Linked DNA regions of Xenopus laevis: region 1 is linked to region 2. A link is a contact called in public Hi-C data. All regions are on one chromosome and are shown on one strand. The core of a region is the stretch at or near the end of the contact, and the rest is flanking DNA. Distances in the headings are between cores, read along the strand shown. Region 1 holds the start of stat6.L (signal transducer and activator of transcription 6 L homeolog). Region 2 holds the start of nemp1.L (nuclear envelope integral membrane protein 1 L homeolog).

Evidence for each region. A called contact is a pair of places that touch in the nucleus more often than the background predicts.
Region 1: a Hi-C map of the XL177 cell line shows a contact between it and region 2, with 5 times the contacts expected there. The contact joins the promoter of stat6.L here to the promoter of nemp1.L in region 2. A contact is called at or near these places in 2 of 4 Hi-C or Micro-C datasets (the XL177 cell line and the XTC cell line).

What each region holds. Positions count from the first base shown.
Region 1 is chr2L:146,500,141-146,502,840 of Xenopus_laevis_v10.1, reverse strand. It overlaps stat6.L (signal transducer and activator of transcription 6 L homeolog), which reads left to right and starts at 1,405. Exons shown (of 20, transcript NM_001095162.1): 1 at 1,405-1,633.
Region 2 is chr2L:146,358,582-146,361,281 of Xenopus_laevis_v10.1, reverse strand. It overlaps nemp1.L (nuclear envelope integral membrane protein 1 L homeolog), which reads left to right and starts at 1,318. Exons shown (of 9, transcript NM_001097755.1): 1 at 1,318-1,566. The coding sequence starts at 1,467.

The DNA.
Region 1 (2,700 bases), core at 156-2,655, 140 kb before region 2:
AGGGATAGTGACAAACAACAGAAAACTAAAAGAATCCCTTTTGTTAATCAGTTTAACTTACTGAGTGGTGAAATTTCCAAAAGAATAAAAAAAGACTGGAGTTTACTAACAAAGAACTTCCCAACCAAGGATGTGTTTAAATCTCCACCTGTAATGTCATATACTAGAGCAGAGACAATTGAGGCTAAATTGGTCAATGCAGATCTGTATCCCTCTACGGGTTACAAACAAACCTTTTTAAAAACGAAAAAAAAAATGGAACATTTCCATGCTGCGGGTGTAATCATTGTAGCATTGTTTTAAAAGGTGAATGGATAGACCATCCTCTAAAAGGTTTTCGTATTCCAATAAGAGGATTTTATACATGTGCATCCACATATGAAGTATAAAATGCCCGTGTGGCAAAACATTTGTGGGAATAACTATACGGTGCATAAGAGATAGATTGAATGAACATAAGTCAGCTATCAGAAATGAATTAAATCAGCCAGTTGCAAAACATTTTAATGAAAATAGCCACACCATCAGTCAGTTGCGCTTTCAAATTCTTGATTCAGTACCAAGAAGGAGGTGTGGAGGAGATTGTGACAAGGAATTATTGCGAAGGGAGGCCCATTGAATAAGGAGACTGGGAACCATGCTTCCTTATGGTCTGAATCAGGAATATGATTTGAGCCCGTTTTTATTGAAACAATGAGTATTCCTTTTAAAAATAGTATTTTATCTTTTACAGGTATCATTCAAACATGTTGTTCTTTGGCCCGGGAGCGGGTTAATATCTGGATGGGACATTGCTCAAAATCCAGATAAGTTAATATTTTTTTATTTATATACTTTGTGGATCACTAAGCTAAATGAATCGAAAAGAAATTACTTTGGATGTCAGTTGTATCTGAAATGTATGTTTGTAATGACACACTGTTATACTTTGTAATAATATGTTATAACACTAGGGGGCATCATGTGCTCGTGTGGTTTTTATGCTTGACAAAGAGTGGAGTGCCACTCCGAAACATTGCATTGTGTTGCTGTTCTGCTATGCAAATAACTGCAACTATTATAGGCGGTTTTAAAGAAATTGGAGTGCTGTCAATGGATATACATTTGTACATTATGGGGGAGCTGTTGTGAACAGGATCTAAGACGTGCAACCAAAGGACAAGTGGGCCGAGAAAGTAAGTGCAGTTCTCAATGGAATTGCTTTGTCCAAACTTAAAAACAATGTCAAGATTTGTAGTGTAGTGACTTTCTAACAAGGGAGGGGGATGAGATAATCAGGAGTGAAAAGGAGTAATTTCCAAGCAAGCCACACAGAGGAAACTTGTGCAACTTTCATGGGCAGGGCTAATAAAGTAGTACGTCTCATGCTCACAACGCTGGGCTGCAGCCAGTTTTTCTGCCTCAAATCAGGAAGTGAAAGCAGAAAAAAGAAAGAAAGAAAAGCAACGCAGCTTTGAGATCTTTCGAGTTGCTCAGGAAAACATTAATACAGGCTGGGCACTTGGACTTGTTGCTCAGATGAACATTTCTGTCCGCTTCTGACATGGATTGAATAGAGAATCACATAACACTGGGAATATTTAAAGGAAGAAGAGAAAGTGAAAGTTTGGAGGCAAAACCCGGTGTTGGAGAGGTAAGTGGGTTCCATAGTATGTCTGTCACCAGCTTTATAATGTGTGCTTGTCTGTAAGGATACATTAACGACTCTATATTGTGAGTCCCTCGCTTCTATATGGGCAAGTATATAGACTTTATTGTAAACATGGCCTGTCTGGGGAGTGGATTTAATCATCTGGATTATTTGTCAAGCTTCTCCCTTTAAATTGCTCATGCTAACTATCCTAATTATCTAATTATCATACATTATCATCCAGTACGCTGATCTTTTCAATATTTAAAGCAAGATCCAATCAAGCTGTCGACACTAATAATTCTAGGTTCCTGTTTGGAAACGCATTATACAGTATATTTAGTTCAAATACATAGATATTTAATATCGTTATATTGGTACAATCTCTTGTTATATGGAAGGCTGACAAGTGATATTCTTGGTTTAGCATATATATACGTCTTCTCATTCTAATTAAAGAGCTCCATTCCTTTTGCTTGAGGGGAATGGGCTTGCTTATAAAGTGCTTGGCTGTATGTAAACACAACAACTAGGCCTCCCTTATCTGCACAACCTGCAAAAGGTCTGACTCTAACAAGTCTATGGATGTTCTGAATTATTATCATTGGTCCGGGGGGATTGGGGGGCCTGGAGCCTTTGCAGAAAAACAATGCAAAATAAATTGATTTTGCCATTTAAAGGGGTGGTTCACCTTTAGGTAAACTTTTAGTATGTTATAGAATGGCTAATTCTAAGCAACTTTTCCATTGGTTTTCATTATTTTTTTTTTTATAGTTTTATAATTATAAGGGCGTCACTGACCCCATCTAAAAAGCAAATGCTCTTTAAGGCTACAAATTTATTTGTTATTGCTAATTTGTGTTTCTCATCTTTCTAGTAAGGTCCTCTCCTATTCATATTCCAGTCTCTTATTCAAATCAGTGCATGGTTGCTAGGGTAATATGGACCCTAGCAGCCAGATTGCTGACATTGCAACCTGGAGAGCTGCTGGATAAAAAGCTCAAAAACCCCAAATAATAAAAAATGAAAACCATTTGCAAATTGTCTCAGAATATCACTCTCTCCCTATG
Region 2 (2,700 bases), core at 69-2,568:
TCCAACCCCTTGTATGTTGCTCCCAGTGGCCTCAAAGCTGGTGCTTATTTTTGAATTCCAGACTTGGAAGCAAGTTTTAATTGCATAAAAACTAAGTATAAAGGGTTGCCACCTTTTCTGGAAAAAAAATACCGGGCCTTCCTATATAGTTATGTTTTTTCCCTATTAATAACATTGGGATTAACCATAATTTTTACTGGCCAGGCCGCTAAAATACCGGTCAGGTGGCAACCCTATAAGTATAGTGCCAAGTAGAGCCTCCTGTAGGATGCCAGTTCACATAGGGGCCACCAAATAGCCAATCACAGCGCTTATTTGGCACCCCAAGGGACTTTTTCATGCTTTTGTTGCTCCCCAACTCTTTTTACATTTGAATGTGGCTCACGTAGGTTTGCCATCTGGCCGGTATTTTACTGGCCTAGCCGGTAAAAAATGATGCTTGATGCCAATGTTATTAATAGGAAAAAATAGCAAGAATATAGGGACGGTATTTTTTTTCCATAAAAGGTGGCAACCCTACGCTCACGGGTAAAAAAAAATACTTTACTAATACTAGGCAGTGTTTTATGACTAATGTTTGTAGCAGGGTTATGATAATGGGTCTATTGTATTGTTTTCTGGCGATTTTACTAAAATTTTAAGTACTAACTTCTGCTAACAGTACTGGCCCAGTATCAGGTAAGGAATTGTTATCACTGGGGGTTAGGGTTGCCACCTGGCCGGTATTTTACAGGCCTGGCTGGTAAAAATGATGGTTGATCCCAATGTTATTAATAGGGAAAAAAAGTTAAATATATAGGAAGTCCGGTATTTTTTCCCAGAAAAGGTAGCAACCCTACTGGGGGTGCCTAACATTTTTGCCCCCCCCCCCCAGTAAGAATACCTTTGGTTTGTCTAAAATGCCTTAATAATCTGCTTTACTAGATAATATAAACTAATGTTCTATATGTCACATACACATAAATTAAAGGAAAATAAAATCCTGCTGTCTCTTTAGTGTTGCCACTGACAAGCCGGTATCTGTTAACTTCTCTGCGTGTAATAATAAAGACAGGCCACGTCAGTGGCACCATAATGTGTAACAATTGTTCCCCAACACCAAAAAAAGACAACCGCTAACTGTAATGATTTCACGACGTTCGATTACGTTCTAAACACATGACCATACTGTAAGACGTAGAGAAAGAACGTGAAATGGCCGTCGTACGCTTGTCGACGTCGTTAACACGTGACCGTCCTGTAAGTATTGGAGAAGCAGTCCAGGAAGCTCAAGAAGCGGTAGGAGCCAGTCGGCACTTCCGAGATAGCTGGAAAATTGAGGGAGCGAAGGGTATAGAGCGACAACATACTGCGGCTGGGCGGAGTCTCCCCAGCCTATACGATTTGTAGTAGTAGTATCTGCCTTGGTGACTGCAAGTTGCTTGTGTTCCAAGCCTCGATTTGGACCCTTAATTCAAGTCTTGATTATGGCGGGAGAAGTGGAAGGAAGAGGCTGCGGATTTAGTTTGGGAGTCCTGGTAACCTTGCTGGTATTACCACTGCCGTCATTATGTACCTTGAGCACAGGTAACTTAAGATAAACTGTCAACCTGTTTTTATTTGTAATTTTCCCAGAGTTTATGGCATATCAGTATGTTGAAAGGCCTAGATTACAGCTTTTCTATGTTTTTACATTGTAAGCATGATCTCTTGTTTCATTGGCAACACTGTATCTCCAGCAAACTAATGTTCATTTTTACAGGCAAAAAAAACCAAAAAAGTTTTTCTTATGCACACTCAATGTTCTAAGTGGAATGCTCCCACTACATTCCAGACACACCAGAACTGTTAACTGAACTTTTCTTTACACACCTGGACTACCTCACAGACACTCTGATATCTGTACTAGCTGGAGCAGTGTCTGGCGTGGTACAGAGAGACTGGCAAATTGCTTGCGTGGTGCAATTATTCATAAAGGGTACCTTCAATGAGGAGATGAGCTTAAGGGATCCTGTCATCGGAAAACATGTTTTTTTCAAAATGCATCAGTTAATAGTGCTACTCCAGCAGAATTCTGCACTGAAATCCATTTCTCAAAACAGCAAACAGATTTTTTTTATATTCCATTGTGAAATCTGACACGGGGCTAGACATTTTGTCAATTTCCCAGCTGCCCCCAGTCATGTGACTTGTGCCTGCACTTTAGGAGAGAAATGCTTTCTGGCAGGCTGCTGTTTTTCCTTCTAAGTGTAACTGAATGTGTCTCAGTGGGACATGGGTTTTTACTATTGAGTGCTGTTCTACCAGGCAGCTGTTATCTTGTGTCAGGGAGCTGTTATCTGGTTACCTTCCCATTGTTCTTTTGTTTGGCTGCGGGGGGAAAAGGGAGGGGGTGATATCACTCCAACTTGCAGTACAGCAGTAAAGAGTGATTGAAGTTTATCAGAGCACAAGTCACATGACTTGGGGCAGCTGGGAAACTGACAAAATGTCTATCCCCATGTCAGATTTCAAAATTGAATATAAAAAAATCTGTTTGCTCTTTTGAGAAATGGATTTCAGTGCAGAATTCTGCTGGAGCAGCACTATTAACTGATTCATTTTGAAAAAAAATGTTTTTTCCCATGACAGTATCCCTTTAAGCCTAGAAATTGGTGTGGCAGTGGATGTGATCTACTTTGCTAAAACATTCGATACAGAACCACACTAAAGGCTACTGAT